Regions from separate parts of the Triticum aestivum genome. Here region 1 is linked to region 2. A link is a contact called in public Hi-C data. All regions are on one chromosome and are shown on one strand. The core of a region is the stretch at or near the end of the contact, and the rest is flanking DNA. Distances in the headings are between cores, read along the strand shown. Region 1 has its middle 26 kb from the start of LOC123078136. Region 2 has its middle 89 kb from the start of LOC123078136.

Region 1 (4,039 bases), core at 422-2,921, 63 kb after region 2:
TCGTCAAGATCAAGAACATACGAGATCAGATGAGGACCAGAAGACGACGATCCTCGGTGGGATCCTAGCCGAGGAAATCCACGAGACCCCCGGCAAGACGCTTGTCGGGGAAGACCACGATGTCGCGACAAGACCCTTGCTGGGGCCCCGGCAAGGCCCTTGCCGGAGACACCTACGGGGCAGCAGCAGGGCCCGCGTCTGCCAAGACTCCACCGCCGTCCCCATGCAGCTGCCAGCTCAACCAGCTGGGCAGGCACCTGCGTGGCAACGGGCGGCCTCCACGACCGACTCAGCAAGCACCTGCGTGGTGGCATGCAGATCTTCGTGAAGGCTCCACCACCGCGCCAGCCCAGCAGCCAGCCAACGTGGCGCTACAACGCCTCGTCAGCCCGGACGCGCGTCGCAACCAGGCGAGGCGGCGACAGCTGGGACGAGCTTCCTTGCCGTCCCCGATAAAGCAAGAGGGGCACGTCGGCAGCGTATTAAATGCGTTTGTCTGACGGTGCTAGAGGATAGACTCATCCACTGTACACCTTTCCACCTCCTGTGTGCCACTATGGCAACCCCTTTTATCTATAAAAGGAGGCCCGAGGCGGCCAGGAGAAGGATTTGGATCTTTTGGACTAGAGACACACCGTAGCTAGTTCAAGAACTCAAGAACACTCAAATACATACACCAAAGCAGGACTAGGGTTTTACGCATCCTCACAACCCAAACCTGGGTAAACGATCCTTGTGCTGGCTTCTGGACCCGCTCTTTGCACAACCCCGCGCCCGCCAACCGTAGAAGGGATCCCAGTGATCCCATAGGTGTCGTTTCCACCGACAGTATCTGTTCCGGATGTGTAGGTGTGTTGGCACGTGTGCATGTGTTGTTCGTGTAGATGTGTGTGTGATGTCACATGTGTGTTCTAATGTAACCTTTCTGTTCAACTGTCGTTATTAACTCCTAATCGCTATGCATGTGTGCAACTAAACACCAGGTGGAAATTGCTTTCACGATGCAAAGACCTCATATACCGGCAACCAAACAACATGCAAATACCATATTTTGCCATGTATTCTCTTAACCTGGCTCCACTCAGCCGGGTCCGTTTTTTCCATGCAACCTCTGAAAACTGGTGCAGGCAAACACGCCCTATATGTCCAGTCCTACATAGCCATCCAGGAACACCCACTCATCTAGTCATCCAAGACACATACTATGGAGCTGGTGCACCCTCTGTAGGCAGGGACAGAGCCAGAAAATGACGATAGGGGGCAGGGGCTTGAACTAGAAGAATCGATCACAGTCAAAGAAAAGACAATATACGTACATCAATCATAGTATATATAGTAATAAGGTCTAAATACTAAAAATATAGCTGTGGTTCTGCAATTTGGATACTGTTTTCATATCTATGGATCTGAATTTGGCTCTACAACTATCTTGATTAAGGCTCTCGGTAATTTCTTCAGAATTGGTTCCTAGTTTCAATTGGCTAGAAAATGTTCTCAACAAAACTCTTCCTCTTTGTACTTACAAACGCATAATTAGACAATAAAATAATTTCTGAATCGTTTCAGAGTTGTATTTTCTAGTTCATAGTGTTAAGAGAACACATCAAAATAAATTACGGATTACAGGATGGAGTTAGAAATCAAAACTAACCGACAGTCTATGTTGGATCGTATATTTGAGGAAATCGCCGTCTTGTTGGCCGTGCGAGGGATAGGGGTCGCAACGCAGCGTCCGCAACCTCCGAGTAGACGAGCCGACGGCGAGTGGTGGAAGACTGAAGATAGATCGATCGGCGATCGGTCGATCTGCCTTTTCTGAAGAAGAAACGACCAATCAAATCTACTTGTGATTGTGTTAGCTTTTTTTTAGGTAGCTTACCAGGCTTGCTGCCTGGTCTTGCGGCTGTATTAGCTGTATGCGTCGGTGTGGTTAGATAATGACTCGCAGGCCCCAGCGGTTTCTGCTTGCACGATTGGATTAGGCCCTAAGCTGGCTCCTTTTTTATTTTTTTAGCTGACTTTATCTATTTGGAAATTACTCTCTAGGCTATATGGGGAGCAAGGAGGAAGTAGTGTATGAGGACATTTTCCAAAGTCCCATATCGACCACCATTTTATCCAGTCTTACTGGAATGATCTTCAGCTCACGAAGAAACCGAACCTGCATCACAATCCCTCAAGGTCGGCCCGGCCGAGACAGTGAATCCAGCCATCAGAGAACGTAATGAAGCTTAATGCGGATGCGGCTGTGGCAGGACGTCGGGGAGTAGGAGCAGTGGGGGCAATCTGCAGGGACAGGGACGGCAGGTTCCAGGGTGCTTCGGTGATTGTTTTCAGAGGTATAGTCGATCCCACTACGCTGGAGGCACTGGCTGTGAGGGAAGCTTTATCACTCTCGAAAAATTTGAACATCACCGCCATCCAGGTGGCATCAGACTGCTCGGTTGTGGTGGAAGACATCAAGAGGAGGAGTGGAGCAGAATATGGAGCAATCGTGCAAGAGATTAGAGAGTATGCCAGGAATTTTGCTTTATGTAATTTTGTTCATGAATTTAGGAGCTCGAATTTCGAAGCTCACAATCTAGCGAGGCATGCACTACCACGGGGTCCTGGTCGCCATGTTTGATTAGGCCACCCCGGGGATCTTCTTTTTGTCCCTGTAAACATTGTGATGACTTAATAAAGCTTCGCTGATTGTCTAAAAAACGTAAGCCGTCATTCAGAAAAACCAGATAGTTGGGGGGGGGGGGGGGGGGGGTCCCCCCCGGTAGAATCGTCCCTGTTGGTTTGACGAACCAAATGTGGGGTTGTCGGTGTTGTTATCTATAACAGTGACACACAGAGTTAGCATTGGCTTGTTAGTGGTGCATCTACCAACACGTGTTCAGTCCTACATAGACCATTCTTGTGCCATCACCGTGTGCCCATAAACATCCCAAGAGAAAGCTTTGCGGATGTGCATATATGTACGCCAAACAAACATATTGTCTTCACTAATAAATTATCAATACACTATCAAGTAAATTGTCCCCTCTTAATTATTGTCGAAGCTCCGCTATGTCTTTTTTAATGTTTCATCACAAATTTATTAAAAAATGAAAGTCAAAATGGAATCAAGGGGTACAAATAATCAATTTATAAAGAATAAATTCATGACATTGCATATAGATAATACAATTTAAATGTAGTTCCTCGGTCGGTCATGCCAATTTGCGGATAAGGTAGGGGAGGATGCCTCCATGGTTAAAGTATTCCAGCTCCACCTACATCACAAGAAAGAACATGACAATGTAGGTTGTTTTAGAATATGTGCAAGAGGCATATTTTTATGTTTGACCATAAGTTTAGAAAAATTAACAACATGTTACATGACTAAATATACATGGAGGCTAAATTTTAGTTTGAAGACTATATCAATGCGTCAACCAGTTTACATTATGGCTTAGATATGACATACCTGCGTGTTAATGCAAAGTGTGCAAGTGAAGGATTTCCCATTTTTTGTCGTAACGATCACATCTTGGCCTGGACGGATCTCGGTAATCTTGCCAGGGAGGTCGATCGTGAAACGCTCATGCCCACTGAGGTTGAGTGAATCTGCATCCTCGCCAACCTTGAAGCGGAGAGGGATGATCCCCATCCCCACCAAGTTACTCCGGTGGATGCGCTCGAAGCCCTTAGCGATCACTGCCTTGACGCCCTGTTCCAAAACACCACACAACTTGCTGATTAGTTTCATCCTGAGCAAGATTGACTATCGGCATAGAGTCTCTCTATGGAGATGAATTGATTACCAGGAGCAATGGCCCCTTGGCGGCGCTATCACGGGAGCTCCCGGCTCCATACTCATCACCGGCAAGAATGACCATGTCATGACCCTCCGACTTGTATTTCTGCATTGCATTAATTACAACAACAAACAAAAAAGTTGTAAGAAGTGGTTTTGAAAAGTGCACAGTTTTAGCAAAACATCAATAGTACACTTTTGGTGGATAGATTGTATATGAACCAAGGGGTCAATGTGGGTGATTAGATATTA
Region 2 (4,225 bases), core at 367-2,866:
CGGCTTGGACGGCGGGAGGGCGGCCGGGGCGGCCGGCGGGAGGGCAGGGCGGCGGCGCGGCTTGGACGGCCTGGGCGACCGGCGGGAGGGCAGGGCGGCGGCGCGGCTTGGACGGCCTGGGCGACCGGCGAGAGGGCAAGGCGGCGGCGCGGCTCCTCGATGCCGGCTCCTGGGCGGCCGGTCAGGGCGGGAGGGGAGGCGAGAGGGCGGCCGGGCCGCGGCGGCGCTGGGGAGGCAGGAGGGGCGGCCGGCGGGAGGGCAGCTGGGGCGGGGAGGAGGGCGCACGGCGGGGCGGGGAGGCGGCGGGGCAGGGTGGCGGAGGGGCGGCCGGGGATGGAGCGCCGGGGCGGGGCGCGGCGCGGCGGGAGGGCGGCCGGAGGCCGGATCCGGGGAGGGGGAGCTGAAAATTCCCTCCCGCACGTCGTTGGCGATGGAACCGGGTCGGGGAGGGGTTGGGCTGGCCAACCCCTGTTTCTACATGCTGGAAAGGAGAATAGGGGTTGAGCCTCTAAATTTTTTTGAGGGTTTAAGGGTTAAGGGGTTCTATTCTTTAGGAATTTTTCGTCTCAACCCGTAAAAAAGCGGTTATTTTTGAGGGTTTGAGAGTTTAGGGGTGCTATTAGAAATGCTCTTAAGGTGGTTATCTAGTGCGTTGTCTAGGAAGAGATGGAAGTAGAAGAGCCCTTTCTTATCAAGCCGGATGAGCACTTCCCATATTGATCTGGAGCTTCGATTATGAGCTCTTCTATATGTCCGTGTCGAAAGACAAAAGAGTTGCCGCCACAGTGTTCGTTCGGATGGGTTCTCTGGCAGTGTTGAACTCGCTTCCCTCTCTTTCGCGTCTCCTATTTGTCCATGGAACTGTTGTATCTCTATTGTTATAATGGAAAAGGAGTCTGTCCGGTTAAAAAAAAAGGAGTGGCAGGCCTAGCTGTACATTGACGGCCAGAGAAATGCACTGATTATTTTTAACTCCCTTTTTTTCAGCGACAACTAATATCAAACGACAGGAGTAAAACTATTTGGATTTGAGGACGCCCGATCAAGCACTATGCTTCACACGCATATCAGTCCACACGCAAATAGTATGTACACGTTCTTTTTGGGATACTACATTATTTAGGACAAAAACTCCATACAAACGTACGTACGCGAGTGGTACCCATGTATTCTGATTGGACAGCGCTATCAGCACATTTATGTTCTTGTTCGTTTGAAATGATTACGACCTTCAATTATCAGATGCGTCGCTCTAGGTCCTTGTCTCCAGCGGGTCCAGGAGTAAAGGCACGATGTGAGTGTGACCCTCCTTTCTTTTTCTACTCCTATTTTTGATCGATGATTGAAAGCACACCATTTATGTGAGTGTGGCCCTCTTTTCACCCTGCTTTTTATGTGCATCTCGTTGCACTAATGAAACGGCTGGCGAGGCAGGATGGGACGGCCAAGCCAAGTCAGTCAGTCCATGTGTCGTGTGTCATGTCTCATGTGTGCATCTATCTTATGGTCCTGCTCCATTTAAGCCTCTGCGCCCAACACCGCAATAGTGCAATGTGCATCGCTGTTTGGCCACGCACGCCAGATCATTTTCACGTGCGCCAGTAATCTGAGAGGTACAGCTCACCTTACGTATATCATAGAGTTCGCAATAGGCGCTCGATCGCTTGGTCGACATGCGTATGTAACGTATGGGTATGGCCCATGGCTAGCTGTTGCCACGTCGAATCTGACCTCCCTATATAGCGACTGCCGCTTATATAGCAACACGTACCGATAATAAGTGGCCACGGAGTAGGTGCACATATGAACCCAAATCCTTCAATCCATATTAATTGTGGTGTCTATATGAATCAGAGGGAATAGTTGAACCACATTATCTCAATTTTCTTAATATGCACACATGCCACCTCATCACCTTACTGACTATTTTCTCTTAACATGCATGGAAATTACTATTTATATTCTCTCTACACATACACGCATTCCAACTTAAATCATTCTAGTTATATTTCTCCCAACATGCATGAGAAATACTACTTATATTCTATATATATTGCAACTATAAATACAATATTTTCTATCCATCTAATTTTCATCAAAAAGTATTGTAGCCAATGGCCGTAGCAACATGCGGGATATCATCTAGTAACACTAATGCAAAGAGAGCCCTAGCTCGGTGGTTAGGTATGAGATTGTGCAGCCTAACCATCTATTTCAATTCCTAGAATTGACAGGTGATACACACGGGTTTTCCCCCATTTATTGAAAATGAAGCTGAGTATGTGGGTGTGTGGTGAGACCACTCATCAAAATGAAATCTTGGTGCTCATAAAAAGAATTCTTTGAGGATCATGCTTGGAGTGTAGTGGGACTGCACTTCAAGATAAAAATCATAGTACTCATACTAAAATAGTTGTGTGCATCCCTTTTTGGTGCAAAGGCCGAACCCTCCACATGGACTCGATTTCTCTAGAATCATTGCCAAGTGGCAAGGCCCCCCCTCTCTCTTCCTCTCCTCGCGCATACCCCTCGCGCCGCTTCCCAGGGCATCGCCATGTCTCCAACCCTAGCATGGTGGTACACTGCGGTGGTGACGGGCCCAGCGCTGAAGGTGCCTGTGTGGCTGGTCGCGACGGTGGCCCACTGGTGCGGCTGGGGCGGTGCTAGTGGGTAGATTGCGTGCGGCGCTCAGGGCGGCGTCCCTTGGTTGTGCGGCGGCGATCGTCGCCTCCATGGCCTGCAAGGAGTTCCGGCATGCTTCTCCGGCGATGGTTGGCGGCAGTGTTCTGTGGATCTGGTTCCCTCCAGGATCCGTCGTCGGTCTGGATCATGACTGGACGACGGCATGTAGAGAGCCCGACGAGGGATGCTGGACTTCCCTGGCGGCTGCATGCACCTCCACGGCACGGCTCCGCATGGATTCAGCCAGCTATTGGTTCAGAGTGTCGCAACTGCCACTGAGACCTGTGCATATTTCAGTCATGGAAAATGATGGTGACATCTTAGGCGTTGTTTCCTTGTTGAAGGCGTCATCGTTTCTTTGTTGAAGGCTGCTCCAAGAGAAACCCTATATTTGGGTCTCCTAGATCGGATGATGACGGCGCCTTCTGTGCCTTCTCCCTCCTGGGGGCATCGTTTGGAACAGGTGTTGGCCTGAGGGGCCAAGAGGTGGAGACGATGTTGAATCTACCGCATCGACGACGACGGCTCTCTATGGCATGGCGCAATTGAATATCGACGATGGACGCTTGTTGATGGACATGCAAGATGATGTGTTGTTTGGTGTCTCTGATACGTCTCCAACGTATCTATAATTTTATTATTATTCATGATATTATATTACAATCTTTTATGCTTTATATGCCATTTATACCATTTTTGGGAACTACTATTAACTCAGTACCCAGTGCCAGTTTCTGACATTTGCCTATTTCTTTGTTTCGCAGAAAAACCATATCAAATGAAGTCCAAACACGATGAATCTTTACGATGATTTTTTATGGACCAGAAGAGACCCTAGAAGCATCGGGGGAAGGACAGAAGGCATGTAGGTGGGCCACAGGCTCAAGGCTCGGGGCGCGCCACCCGAGCTTATGGGGCCCAAAGGCGTCCGTCTGACCTAATTCCAGCGCTATAAATTCCCTAAATTCCAAAAAAAACAAAGCGAGACCCAAAACAATTTTATCGCCACCGCAAGCCTCTATTCTTCCGCGATCCCATTTGAAGGCCTCCGCCGGTACTCTGCCAGAGGGGGAATCGCTCACGGAGGCCATCTTCATCAACCTTGCCGCCTCCATGATGATGTGTGAGTAGTTCTGTCAGGATCCGATCCTAAGTCACACCGATCTAGCATGTAACACATCATATCACTTTGCGGCGTCACGCACAGTATTCCCATGGTTGCAGCCTTACCTAGGTCGGGACCGTTTGCGCCTTTTGGCTCACGTATATGATTGTGCCGCTAGCATCCATATGACAGAGAACCCGAGCTGACATGACTAGTCGTAAACCCAACGTGGCACAAACCTATAGGGACAGGCATACATGACCCAACAATGCATGTGTCGGTCAGCAACGAGTGTAACCGGGCTGTAGCAAGCTATCAGGACTTCGGTAAACACCGCGTGACATTTCCCCGAAGGGACAGACACAGGAGAAAAGAAGGACACATGTCGGTCAACCCATGTGTTCTGGAGCAGTAGCGAACTACCAAGGCTCAGTGGAA

What was found. Hi-C and Micro-C count contacts between places; a contact is called where the count stands out from the background.
Region 1: a Hi-C map of leaf shows a contact between it and region 2, with 5 times the contacts expected there. The contact joins two enhancer-like sites. A contact is called at or near these places in 3 of 5 Hi-C or Micro-C datasets (leaf and an unstated tissue).

The regions. Positions count from the first base shown.
Region 1 is chr3D:175,489,335-175,493,373 of IWGSC CS RefSeq v2.1, forward strand. It overlaps the pseudogene LOC123078135. Among protein-coding and RNA genes, the nearest start is that of LOC123078136, 26 kb to the right of the region's middle. Within about 2 kb of position 1,672, at least 2 of the 8 cell types and tissues checked have an H3K27ac peak or open chromatin away from gene starts, as enhancers often do.
Region 2 is chr3D:175,426,140-175,430,364 of IWGSC CS RefSeq v2.1, forward strand. No RefSeq gene overlaps it. Among protein-coding and RNA genes, the nearest start is that of LOC123078136, 89 kb to the right of the region's middle. Within about 2 kb of position 1,617, at least 5 of the 8 cell types and tissues checked have an H3K27ac peak or open chromatin away from gene starts, as enhancers often do.